2 separate regions of the Pan troglodytes genome follow, and region 2 is linked to region 1. The links are chromatin contacts, called in public Hi-C maps. All regions are on one chromosome and are shown on one strand. Each heading gives the region's core, a stretch centred on a gene start, on an enhancer-like site or on the middle of the called end of the contact. The rest is flanking DNA. Distances are from core to core; before and after follow the strand shown.

Region 1 (3,266 bases), core at 369-2,868:
ATCTTCTCATTTTCCAGATGAAGACAATAAAGATAAAGTGATTTAGAGTCAAGACTGGTGGTTAAGAGCCTGGTCTCACTAGTTAGACAGACTTGGCTTTTTGGTTTGTTTGTTTTTGAGACAGTCTCGTTCTGTTGCCCAGGCTGGTGTGCAGTGGCGTGATCATGGCTCACTGCAACCTCCGCTTCCGAGGTTCAAGGGATTCTCATGCCTCAGCCTCCGGAGTAGTTGGGACTACAGGCGTGCACCACCTCGCCAGGCTAATTTTTGTATTTTTAGTAGAGATAGGGTTTCACCATGTTGGCCAGGCTGGTCTTGAACTCCTGACCTCAAGTGATCTGCCCACCTTGACCTTCCAAAGTGCTGGGATTTCAGGTGTAAGCCACCATGCCCAGCCCACACCTGGTTTTAAACATGAGCCCCTCTAGTCTAGTTCTGTGACTTGGGGCAAATTGCTTAATTACCTCTAAGCTGCTAGCTCATGGAGGTGTGGGAAGAATGAAGTGAGCTAAGATGTGGAAAGCCCTTAGCGGACTCTCTACCCACACTCGATCAATACCTGTTCCTGCAGCCAGTGCCTAAGACCTCAGAGGGCACCAAGGGCTGATAAAGGACAGGGCCCAGGTGTCCTGATTCGTATCCTGGTGCTCTTATTTCCAGCGTCACTTCCCAGACTCCCCTAAAGATGAAGGCAACTCAGAGGGGACAGAAGGACGTTAGTTACCCAGAGTGGGCATTAACGTAAAAATGGGGCTAGTCAGATCCACATCATAGACGTTTTCCTCTTCCTCCTGTCAGACATTTGCTCTTTATCATTAAGACTTTTTCTTCTGATAGAAAAGCTGGAAATAAAAAAAGGTTATATCTTTTATAATCTTTCAAATGATTATAGCAAACAACAAAAAAAGAAGGAATGGGATTGATGGTGATCAAAGACTGTGATATTTTAATTTTGAAAATGCAAATTGAGAAGCTGTGAATCCTGAATATGTATTACCTTAAGACTAATAATGCTATTGGAATTATAAAAATTTCATATGGAGCTATTTAGTTGCCTCCACACTTCAGAGAACAGTTCATGGCTGGGCGCAGTGGCTCATGCCTGTAATCCTAGCACTTTAGGAGGCCGAGGAGGGTGGACTGCCTGAGCTCAGGAGTTCAAGACCAGCCTGGACAACATGGTGAAATCCTGTCTGTATTAAAATTAAAAAAAAAAAAAAAATTAGCCAGGCATGGCGGCATGCACCTGTAGTCCCAGCTGCTCAGGAGAGGCTGAGGCAGAAGAATTGCTTGTACCTGGGAGGCAGAGGTTGCAGTGAGCTGAGATGGTGCCACTGCACTCCAGCCATGGCGATAGAGCGACACTCCATCTCAAAAAAAAAAAAAAAACCAGAAACAAAACAAAACAAAACAAAACAAAAGCCGTGTATGTAGACCAGCTGAGTCATTATCTAAGCCCTGGTGCTCTTCTCAGGATTGTGAGCTGAGCTGATGACTTGATTCAATAAAATGAGACCTCCCAATTAAAAAGATTGGTATGACCCTCACTGAAGGAGAATGCAAGCAGAACAAAAGGAAGGAGTGCAATGCCTGACATTCCTTTGCTGGCCTGGTGCTGGCTGGCTTTCCTTTGAAAGCACTTAAGCCAGTCCCTCCACCAGCTATTGGCAGGAACTGTAACAGAGACCTCTAGAACACAGTTCAGGAGGAAAGAGGGAATATCGAATTCTTTGGGGAATCATACAAACATAGCAAGCTGAAAGTCTGGGCATGCACCTATGCACCTGAACAGGTATGTAAATACGTGTATGCACATATGCCTTTGCATTTTATGTATGAATGTATACTTGTGTCCATGCTTATACGTGACTTTTAATGTGTGTCCACATGTATGGCTGTATGAGTGTGAGTGTACAGCTGTGCATATATATGCACTTGAGGTACAACTGTAAAATACGTGTCTAGAATGTGACACTTGATCATTAATCCTCTTTTGTGTGTACAAGTATTAGTTATCCAATTGTGCAGTGTGGCCAAATGCACTGCTCATCTCCAGCACAGGATCGAATCAGGCACTGTCAGTGAAAGCTCTGGGAATTATAAGAACTTTAAGGGCAGGGGCTGGGGAGCTTCCATCTGCCTGGAGTGGACTCATCCATGTGTATGACATGGCCCCTGAAGCCCATGTGCCTCATTCAGTAAGGGGTGTGGTGTAGCCTGAGCAATGAGCAATGTCACTGACCAGAATCACACGGAGCAGCAGCACCACTGTGTGGACTGGCTCCACACAGCCTCCCATGGTCCTGAGGATGTGCCATCAAAGAGACAGGGGCTAGGGGACAGATAAGGACAGAAGGATCCATCCATTGCCACAAACACCCAGGCTTATGTCCTCAGAACATGAGCTCTTCTGTACTTCTAGAACCAGCCCCTCCCCTACCATTACTCTTCTCCCCAATGTCCCTCTCCCTTCAGAAAGCCCCAGCACTCAGCAGGGACTGTGAGGATCTGGATGTTCAAGGCAATCCCTGCTATAAGAAATCTTAGTTATTGAGCCAGGTGTTTATTATTTATTTTTTAAGTATGTTGGGATGTGTTAGGACTAATGCTGGGGACTGTCGGGTGACACCAAACCGCCCCCACCCTCATATTTAGGCCTTCATGCTTTCTGCTCAGGGAAGCTGCTACTACAAGGCCTGGGGTCCCCACATTCCTATGCATCCTGGGATCAGCTCACATTTTACTTCCCTTCTTCAGCTTTCTCTGTTCCTTCCCCAACCTGTGCTGTATGAACTGCTCCCTGGAGCACATTGTGTCTGCTTCTCTTAGGAGTTTATCACATGGTTTCTTAGCTATTGACTTAAGTATTCCTGGAGCACAGTCTAGCTCCTGCCCTTACAGACCCGGAATCCACTATAAAGGAACTTTTACCCAATGTCCCAGGCAGCACAGGTGGGTGGCAGCTCCTACCTGTACAGGAAAGGTGCAACCGTGGCAGTGTTGGGATGGTTGTATTGCTGCTGGGGCTGAGGTAGCTGAACACTGACGGTATTGCTTCCTGTGGTCTGGGTGGTCCCGACGGACCCACTGACAGTCTGGCTGCTGATGCTGTGGTTCAGGGTGGTCCCTCCTGGGCCTTTTCCTTCTGAGGACGCCAGGCTGGAAGAGGAACTGGAGTGTCTGCCGTCCAGCTGGGGCTTCTGCTGGGGGAGTCCTGAGCTCAGCTTCCCACTCCGGCTCCGCTCCCCTTCCTTGGAAGGCGCTGG
Region 2 (3,266 bases), core at 509-3,008, 430 kb before region 1:
GTGGTGTCTTGAGATCACACCATGTTAATTTGTTGCAGTTCACAGATAATTCCCTTTAAATAAAGAACAGAATCTCCAAGAAACTCAGGCTTCTGATATTTAGGGGGTCATGACAAGACAAAAGTCTGGTATATCATTCCTATAATCATAAAAGTGTAACTTAGGCTGGGCGCGGTGGCTCACGCCTGTAATCGCAGCACTTTGGGAGGCTGAAGCGGGAGCATCATCTGAGGTCATGAGTTCGAGACCAGCCTGGCCAACATGGTGAAACCTTGTCTCTACTAAAAATACAAAAGTTAGCCAGGAGTGGTGACACACGCCTGTAGTTCCAGTTACTCAGGAGGCTGAGGCAGAAGAATCGCTTGAACCTGAAAGGCAGAGGTTGCACTGAGCCGAGATCGTGCCACTGCACTCCAGCCTGGGGGACAGAGTGAGACTCCGTCTCAAAAAAAAAAAAAAAAAACCTTTAACTTAGAGTGAAGGTAATATCCGATTTACAGACACAAGCCTGGGAAGTCAGGCAGGGCAAATTCTTGTAAGTGAATAACCCCATCTTTCACTGCCATAGACCTTTCTCACTCTGCAAAGCAGTTTCAGAATCCCTGACAATATTAGTGTGAAGTGCGCAGGTTGACAAAATCAGCAAAGTGGCTGAGAAAATTCTCAAGGTCACCAGGGCTGCTTCTAGAAGACAGCTGAAAACAGTGCTCTTCTGTCTCACCAGCCCCCACCCCCATTACAACCCAGACCCAGCTTTATAGGGTTGCAGATGGAGAGAAGGGCTTTGCCCAAGACCACACAATGAGCGGGAGGGAGGCACACCTGGGCTACAATCCAGGAGTCAGACTTCTGGGAGGGACTCTCACAGACCAATCTTGGCCAAGTTTTGATGGCCTCTCACTACCCCCACCACTGGCAGGGCAGTATTCAGCCTTTAGGCATGAAATATGTTCACCTCGCAGAATCCTGGGGGTCCATTTGAGTCCCAGCTGAAATACCCACCACATTTTTATAAGCTTCCTCGTCGAAGGTGAGCTTCCTCCGGCCAATGAGCGTGACTTTGGAAAACAGGCCCTGCTCCAGGATTTCCTTTAAGAGCACTCTGCCGGTTTCTCCGCTGGCGCCCAAAATAAAGACGGATTTATTCTGCATCCTGAAGTCTTCCCGAAGCTTCGACAGGGCTTCTGTTTCGGCCATGCTGGGGAAATAACATCGACAGGTGCCGGTCTTAGGGTGTCAGGGGACTGCCCGTCCTTATCCCGAGGAACAAGGGCTGTTTATCTGTTAGGGAGGAGGCTATTGTTCTCCGCAGTCCCGGCTCTGGGGAAAGTGCTGAGTCACGTGCGGGGCGCGGCTCCCCGGCCATCTCCCGCACCTGAGCCAGCAGACCCATCGGAAGGGGCCCGAGCTGGAGGGTGCGCCCAGGTGCCACAAGCTGCTGGCATCACTGGGCATCCCCCACGGTATCCCCGGCCCGGCCAGGAGACCTGGCCCAGCTCGGTCCCATACGCGGAGGGGTTACCTGGGGCCAGCCCCCGGCCCCGGGTCCTCACGACACAGCAGGAGCAGGGCGGCCGCCAGAGCAGCCGCCGCCGCCGCGCTCAGCGCCGCAGGCCCGGCCATCAGAGCATCCCACCTTCCCTGGTCGGACCGGGGGGGTTGGAGGCGACGGAGACAGCGCCTACCCGGCTTGGTCTTCCGGGTGGCCTCGCGGCGACGCTGCCTCGCCCCGCCCACAGGGGCGGGACCTGGGGACGAACTCCCGGCACCGTCACAGGCGCGGGGATGGTGACCCCGAGAGCACGTGCACGGAGCCGCGACCCTTCCTAAGTCTGGAATCTGCAAGACCCTCTTCCCGCGTTTTCCCTCACCTGCTGGGCTCAGCTCACCCAGGCGCCAGCTAGTAGACTTGCCAGACTTGATCTTCAATGGTCCCCCCAGCTGGAATGTCAATTGTATATTGGCCATCATCTCAAATTCACCAAGTCAAAAACTTAACCCTGCCTACCCAACCACCCCAAACAGGAATAAAACAAACCTATTCCTAGCCTCTCTTGGGTGTCACTGTCCCTACATACACATACACACACACACGCACACACACACACACCTCCTTCTACCCTGTCAAGTCAGAAATCAGGATTCCTTTGATCCCTTTCTTTTCTAGCCTTTCCACACTACAGACTTATCAAGTTCTGTTATCCCATCTGCCTTACAAATATTTCTCCCATGTAATTCAAGCTCTCATCATATCTCCCCAGAATAAATGCTCTTCCTGCCCAGGTCCTGGCCTAATTCGTCACCTAGATGGTTGAACCCGGGTGACCTTCCACACCTATGATTCAGTCTTCCTAGCCCAGATCAGTGGTTTGGGACACAGGTATCTACACTGGGCCTGTCCTGGATCTTGGAAGTCCTGAACAGAGGTTAGAATGACAAGCAGAAATCTGAATAATTTCAGATTGTTCAGGTTTTGTTGGGAACATTGGTCATTTGGGGGCCCCACCTCCCATCTAGAAGCCAATGAAACACATTGCCTCTTCCATCTCCATGGGAGTTATTATATGTAGGCTTTGCCTAGGGTCAGCCAACCAGAGGCTCACACATAGGTTTTCAGTTTTGGAGGAGTAATGAAAAGATGCAGTGAAGGCCTGAGATATATGTGGGTTGGTTGGGGCAAGGGTATAGGATTATGGCATCATATGATCCACCAGCCATCTGATGATCTGATCTTGTCTTAAATTCCTGCCTGTTTTCAGAGACTGTTGTGAATACAGTACTTCCTGTTATTCTTCTGATAAATTCCTGTGCTGTATAAGCTTACCAGATATATTCTGTTGTTTGCAATAAAAAAGCTTGATTAATACAGAGCAGTGTGGTTCATTCCCCACTGGCCTGTCACAGTGCCTGGACTCTTCCCTTTGAGTTCCTAAAGCTTTTCTACAAGAATGCAATGTTAAACCTTGTCAGCAAACACTGTCCTAGTAATTCATTTATCAAATCTGTCACAGAAATTATTCATTGTACCCTGTCTATTCTTCCCCTTTGTTTAAAATTGTGGCATAATTAATATACAATAAAATGTACAGATCCTAAAGTTTCTGTTCCATGATTTTAGAAGATTGTATATACACCTAAATAACCACCACCAAAAACAAGATATAGAGCATGTCTGCCATCCCTGAAAGTGCCTTCATTCCCTTCTTGGCAATCTCTCCCCACTCCAGAGGTAATCACTTTCTGGTCACTATCAACATAGATTAGTT

The links. A called contact is a pair of places that touch in the nucleus more often than the background predicts.
Region 2: a contact with region 1 is called in a Hi-C map of induced pluripotent stem cells, with 2.2 times the contacts expected there. The contact joins the promoter of HTATIP2 here to the enhancer-like site in region 1. A contact is called at or near these places in 3 of 7 Hi-C or Micro-C datasets (induced pluripotent stem cells and stem cell-derived neural progenitor cells) and 1 of 1 other capture datasets (stem cell-derived neural stem cells).

What each region holds. Positions count from the first base shown.
Region 1 is chr9:23,965,048-23,968,313 of NHGRI_mPanTro3-v2.0_pri, reverse strand. It overlaps NAV2 (neuron navigator 2), which reads right to left. Exons shown (of 39, transcript XM_508328.8): 8 at 2,971-3,266. Among named protein-coding and RNA genes, the nearest start is that of DBX1, 230 kb to the left of the region's middle. Within about 2 kb of position 1,618, at least 11 of the 24 cell types and tissues checked have an H3K27ac peak or open chromatin away from gene starts, as enhancers often do. A contact at or near this core is called in induced pluripotent stem cells, stem cell-derived neural progenitor cells and stem cell-derived neural stem cells, where this site is marked.
Region 2 is chr9:24,397,011-24,400,276 of NHGRI_mPanTro3-v2.0_pri, reverse strand. HTATIP2 (HIV-1 Tat interactive protein 2) reads right to left here and starts at 1,758. Exons shown (of 6, transcript XM_001173819.6): 1 at 1,686-1,758; 2 at 1,003-1,198. The coding sequence starts at 1,197.